2 separate regions of the Sus scrofa genome follow, and region 2 is linked to region 1. The links are chromatin contacts, called in public promoter capture Hi-C maps. All regions are on one chromosome and are shown on one strand. The core of a region is the stretch at or near the end of the contact, and the rest is flanking DNA. Distances in the headings are between cores, read along the strand shown.

The links. Promoter capture Hi-C pulls out the DNA fragments that hold promoters and counts their contacts.
Region 2: a promoter capture Hi-C map of liver shows a contact between it and region 1, with 4 times the contacts expected there. The contact joins the promoter of LTBP4 here to the promoter of MAP3K10 in region 1. A contact is called at or near these places in 1 of 5 promoter capture datasets (liver) and 1 of 2 datasets of contacts at active chromatin or transcription factors (alveolar macrophages).

The regions. Positions count from the first base shown.
Region 1 is chr6:48,525,015-48,527,892 of Sscrofa11.1, reverse strand. MAP3K10 (mitogen-activated protein kinase kinase kinase 10) reads right to left here and starts at 1,274. Exons shown (of 10, transcript XM_021094377.1): 1 at 11-1,274. The coding sequence starts at 692. All of the region lies in intron 6 of LOC100522141 (cyclin N-terminal domain-containing protein 2), which reads left to right.
Region 2 is chr6:48,829,595-48,832,396 of Sscrofa11.1, reverse strand. LTBP4 (latent-transforming growth factor beta-binding protein 4) reads right to left here and starts at 1,379. Exons shown (of 34, transcript XM_021094399.1): 1 at 1,174-1,379. The coding sequence starts at 1,316.

The DNA.
Region 1 (2,878 bases), core at 25-2,524:
CGCCACTTACTGTTGATGGACTTGAGGTCCCGGTGGATGATGGGCACGGGGGCATCATTGTGTAGGTAGTTCATGCCCCGGGCCACCTGCACGGCCCAGTTGACCAGCACGTGAGGGGGCACGCGGCGCCCTGCCAGCACCCTGCTCAGTGCACCCCCCCTGGCATACTCCATCACCAGGCAGAGGTGTGGGGGGCTGAGGCAGGCGCCCCTGAGGGCAATGATGTTGGGGTGCTGCAGGGCTCCGAAGAGCCGGGCCTCCTGGCGCACCTGCTCTGCTGTCACTGCCGGGTCCCGTTCAGGGTCCAGCCGGGCGGCCTTGACCGCCACCTCCTCGCCACGCCACAGGGCCCGATAGACCTTGCCAAAGCCCCCTACACCGATGATCTCTTCTAGCTGCAGCTCGTGGAAGGGGATCTCCTGGGGCAGCCGGAGGCCCGCGGGCGCGGCGGGGGTGCCGGGGGCCACGTAATTGCTGGGGAAGACGCCCACACGGCCGCTGGGTAGCTGCCCGGTCCACCAGCCCTCGTCGCCAGACACGGCACAGTCCTGGGAAAGCACCTGGACGCGGTCACCCCTCCGCAGGGTCAGCTCCTCGTCGCCCGCCGCTTCGTAGTCGAACACTGCGGTCCAGACAGGCCCCGCGGGGGTCGTGCCCCACTCCTTGGCCGCCCCCCCTTCCTCCTCCTCCATGGGGGAGGGGCCGGGGGCTGCGGGAGGCCGCTTCACACAGGCTGCCCGCCAGACGCAGAGAGCCGGCCCCGGCGGCCAGTCCCTGCGGGGTCTAGGGGGCTCCTGGGGGCCATGGCTGGGGGACCCTCCGCAGGAGCAAGGAAAAGCCTCTTTAAAAGGGCAGGGTCGTCCCCCTCCCGATTCAGTTGTCCAGGCAGGGTAGGGTGGGGAAAGGCGGCGGGTTCACCTGTGCCCCCTAAATGTCAGGGCGCTAAGAAGGCCTGGCCGCACGGCTGCCGAATTCCTGCCGGGGCCCGCCGGTGGGGGACGAGGGTGAGGGAAGCAGGCAGCCCCCTTCCCCGCGCCTCTCACCCCGCGCAGCTCCACCGGCGGCCCCCGGCTCCGCATCCCGGGCCACGACCGCCGGGCGGGGCGGGGCCGGTGGGGCTCCGGGGGCGCCCGCCCCAGGACAGGGTGGCGCGCCCCTCGGCCTCCTCACGCACGGGGCAGCCTGGCGGCCACCATCCTCAGCACCGGCCTCCGGGTCGGCCCCAGCCCCTGCCCCCGCCCGCGCCACTTCCCGGGGCCGCCGGCGGTGCCTGAGTGACGTGCTCGCTCCGCCGCGCCGCGGTGCCGCCTGGGAGTTGTAGTCTCCGGCAGCACGGCCCCGCGGTCCGTTCCCAGTCCCCGAGTCCCCAGAGCCCCGGTGCCGGCCTCCGGCCGAAATGGGGACAGCGCGGGGCCGAAGGAATCCTCCCGGGGAGATCAGCCTGGCCTCGGACCCTCCCTGGGACGCAGTGGACGCAACGCCTGGAGGAGGAGAGGAGAGGGCCGAGCTCTCCTCACAGACCCTGAGGGGCTGTGGCCCAAAGGTGGGGTTGGCGGTGACTGACGCGCTTCGCAAAGCGAAAAGTAGGAGCTGCGTGAATGGTGGTTACTGCCCCGAGTTTCTAACACGGCCAGGACGCGGTCCCTGCGGCTGGACTGCCCCTTGGGGTCGCGACCCGAGGTGCACGCCGGGAAGTGTAGTTTGTTCTGGGACCCGCGCTGCGGGGAGACAGCACCCCAAAAGAGAGCCAGTTGGTGGTTCCAGCAAGCTAGGGGGTCGGGCTGATGGTGCAGCCTCTGTGGGGAAGAAGGGGGTGGGAGGATGTGCGTAGTGTCCCTGGGTAAATCACAGCCACGTCTGTTTTCCCCACCAGCTTTGGGTTTCCTCTACCCCCGCAGTCTTAACTCTGAGAATCCCCCGCCTTCGAAAACGAGAACTTCACTTTAATGGGGCTTAAAGTGCATCTTATGCTAAGTGTTTTGCGTAATAGTGTCATTAAATTCTCGCAAAGCGCCCATTTTACAGATGAAGCATGGAGAAATAAACTTGCTCGTCCAAGGTCACAGCTATAAATGGCAGAGCAAGAATCAAAAGCAGGTTTTTGTTTTATTTTATTTTAATTTTAGGGCCGCACCTCTGGCATATGGAGGTTCCCAGGCTAGGGGTCGAATTTGGCACCGCAGCTGCTCGCCTACACCACAGCAACGTCAGATCCAAGACACGTCTGGGACGGCAACTCAGGATATTTAACCCACTGAAGGAGGCCGGGGATTGAACCCACGTCCTCATGGATACTACTAGTCCCATTTGCTACTGCTGAACCATGACGGAAACTCCCAAAGGCAGATTTTAAAATTAAAACCAAACCATCACCACGACAACCAAACACTTTGCCTTCCGGGAGTTCCTGTGATGGCTCAGCGGTTAACGAATCCGACCAGCATCCATGAGAACAGGGGTTCGATCCCTGGCCTCGCTTAGCAGGTTAAGGATCCGGCGTTGCCATGAGCTGTGGTGTAGGTCACAGACGCGGGTCGGATCCCCCCTTGCTGTGGCTCTGGCATAGGCCGACGGCTGCAGTTCTGATTGGATCCCTAGCCTGGGAACCTCCATATGCACACACCTAAAAAGACAAACAAAAAACAAACAAACAAACCAAAAAACCCCATTGCCTTCCCATTTAAAAAGTGAAGAAACAGTGCTGCAGAGGTTGAGTGACTTGTTCAGGATCTGTGCGCTCCTAAGTGGCATTGTGGGTCTTTTCACTTAGCGTTTCCTGAGTCGGGGGTCTGGGAGGTCTGCGGGGTCTGGGAGTTCTGTGGGGTCTGGCAGTAGGAGAAGAAGGTAACTATGATGGGCTCTGGTGCTCAGACTCCAG
Region 2 (2,802 bases), core at 130-2,629, 300 kb before region 1:
GGGCCTCCGTTTCCCGCCTGACCAGGAGGGAGTAGTTCTTGGAGAAATCTTCGCGCCCAGAGGGTCTCAGATTCTGGCTGGCGGAGCCCTCAGCTCCGGCGCAAGTGCGTCGCAACCAAGGGGCCCCCCAGACAAATCCATTATTCTGAGGCTAAGGGGGACCTGGGACGAGGGCGCGCGCTCAGGCCGGGAGAAAGGGTCATGGGGGGATGCTGCTAAGGGGACGTCGGGCGTATGGACACTTTTCAGACCGGTGGGGCCCAGTAAGGGAGGAGGCTGCCCGGTTAGGAGCCTTCGGGACCCCGATCCTGCCGTCATCCCTCCCGCCTTTTCTCCGCGTTAACCCCTTCCCAGCCCCGCCCCCGGCGCGGCTCGGATTACTAAACGCATTCGCAGAGACCGAGGCGGGAGCGGAGCCCGGGGCCTTTGTAGCGGAGCGCTGGGCCGCAGGGCGGGGGGTGGGAGTACTGGGCAGACTGTTTCCTTCGATCTCGTCACCCGTAGACAGGAAGAGTGACTATAACCCCAAATCTATAGGAAATGCTGGATCTCTTGCCGCGAAATCACTGGTACCTCATTGAAGCCTGGAATCCTCTAATTCTAGGAAACTAGAGCATCCTGAACTCTCATGAAATCTGAAGGCCCCCCACCTCCACACAATTTTCCACAAGCCGCTCCACCATCCACTCAAAACTCCATGTCTTCCTAACACATTAGGAAAAGGTCACTTTTAATTAATTCAGCGGTTCCTCAACCCTAGAAAACGAGGACATCTCACGTCCCCCATAAAGGCTCTTAATAACTTCCCATACTCTTCCTCTTTAGGCATCCAAGAAGCTTGGGGGACCCTCTTCCAGCTCGGTCCCCCATCCATCATCTTAGAAGGCAAAGCCCCATCCCCAAATAAACTGTGACCTTCCTCCGAATAAACTCTAGAATTCCCTGGAGCCGTATCTGTCTCTACCGCACGGGAGGAGAATCCCTCCGCTTGAAATCTCAGAACACCTCAGATTCTAACCTCTGCGAAATAGAGGGCCCCAATAAATCCAAGGGCTCTGGTTCTTCATCCCTATCCCGACGCAGCGGCAAAATCCGAAAGTCCTGGTCTTCTTGGGCTGCCAGACTTATTGAGTGGAAGGGGCACAAGGAAGAGGGGGCCGAAGCAGGGCTTACCCGGCCGGGCGGCCCGGGATCACCGCAACCTCGACGGCCTGGCTGGGGCGGGCGGCGGAGGCGGCGGTGGCGGCGGCTGCAAGGAGCGGCAGCAGGAGCACCAGCAGGAGGGGGCGGCGGCCGCTGGGTCCAGGCAGCCGCATCGTGTCCGGCGTGGAGTCTCGCTCCAGGCGGCCCGTCTGTCCAGCGGGTCCGGCTTGGCGCGGCCCCGCCTTCCGCCCCCGCCGGAGGCCGACTCATTTTCTCCACTGTCCCAGTCGCGGGCTGTGAACTTCCCGCCAATCAGAGCCCCGCGCCGCCAGGGGGCGCTGCCCGCGCTACCAATCGGGAGGCGACAGGGGAGGGGCTAAAGGTACAGGTGCCGGGCATAGGGCGCTGGGGCCTGGACTTCTCAGTGCTGTGGGGGGTACTGGCTCAGTGAACCCTCTGGCAAAGAAGAGGCCCCAAACGTAAAGGTTTTGGGACCCCTCCCACTCGATGCGTAGGCGGCGGCCAGGTTCCCCTAAACCAGACTCCTACTCAAAGACCTCATCCGTTGGCTGACAGTCCTGGGAGCAGTCCATCCGAATTTGCTCCCAGACTGACTTAGATGCTGAAAGATCCAACGGACGCTACACTGAGCCCCAGGTCTGGCCCCTCTGAGTCCCAGGCCCACTCTGGATCTTCCCGAAGGATCTGCTCTTTCTCAAGGCCCCGTGTTTCAGGGGTTCCAGGCTCAACAAATAGCTTCCTCGGGAAGCTGTAGGTTCTGCCCTTCAGAGGACCCAGGCTTCCCCTGACCCACAGACTCTGCTCCCAGAGGCCTCCGGCTCTGCCCTCCTATTGCATCCCTCTCCACCACCACTCTTAGAGGCTATCACACCTTCTTCCCTGTCTGAATCGTTAAAGGCTCCTAAGGGCACCCCCTCCTACTTCCAGACTTGCAGAATTTCTCCTTAGAGAATTCCAGTCGCCTCCATTCCTAGTGAACTCTGCCATTAGGAGCCCCAAGCCACAAAGGGCCTTGGTCCCCACCTGCACCCATTTTCGTAGGTTCCAGGATCCAAGCCCCTCCCAACTCAAGAGGGTCTCAAACCCAGCCCCTTCCTTTCACTATGTATTAAAGGCCCCGTCTTCTCTCCATGGAATTACAAACCCCCACCTCTCTCCCAAGGGCGCTGCCCCTAGAGCTTCAGAGGCTGCTCCCTAGGTGCCCTCTTCCGCTCTTGAGTTTTAGGCCACAACATTTCCCACAGAGAATTGGGCCAAGGCCCCACATTTAGGATCCCAAACCCTACTCTTTTCATGTTTGTCCCCCTGCAGAGGTTCCAAACGTCATCTCTCACAGCCGTTTTATTCTCAAGCTTTCCCATTCTGTGACTGTGAGCCCTGCCACCAGAGGATCCCAGGCTCCACCCACAGAGGGTATTAGGCCACCAGCCCAGACCGTACAGCTGACCACAGACTAAGGACAGCAATCAATTCAGCTTTGCCCTCACCCCCAACTCCTGTTTCTTCTTCCAGATGGGGAGTGTGCAAGGCGGGCAGGAGACCCCTTCACCCTCCTGCGTTCCGGTGAGGCACACGGGCTGACTCACACAGCCACACTCACATGTTACCGCCACCGACAGCAATCCTTGCCTCCACCCA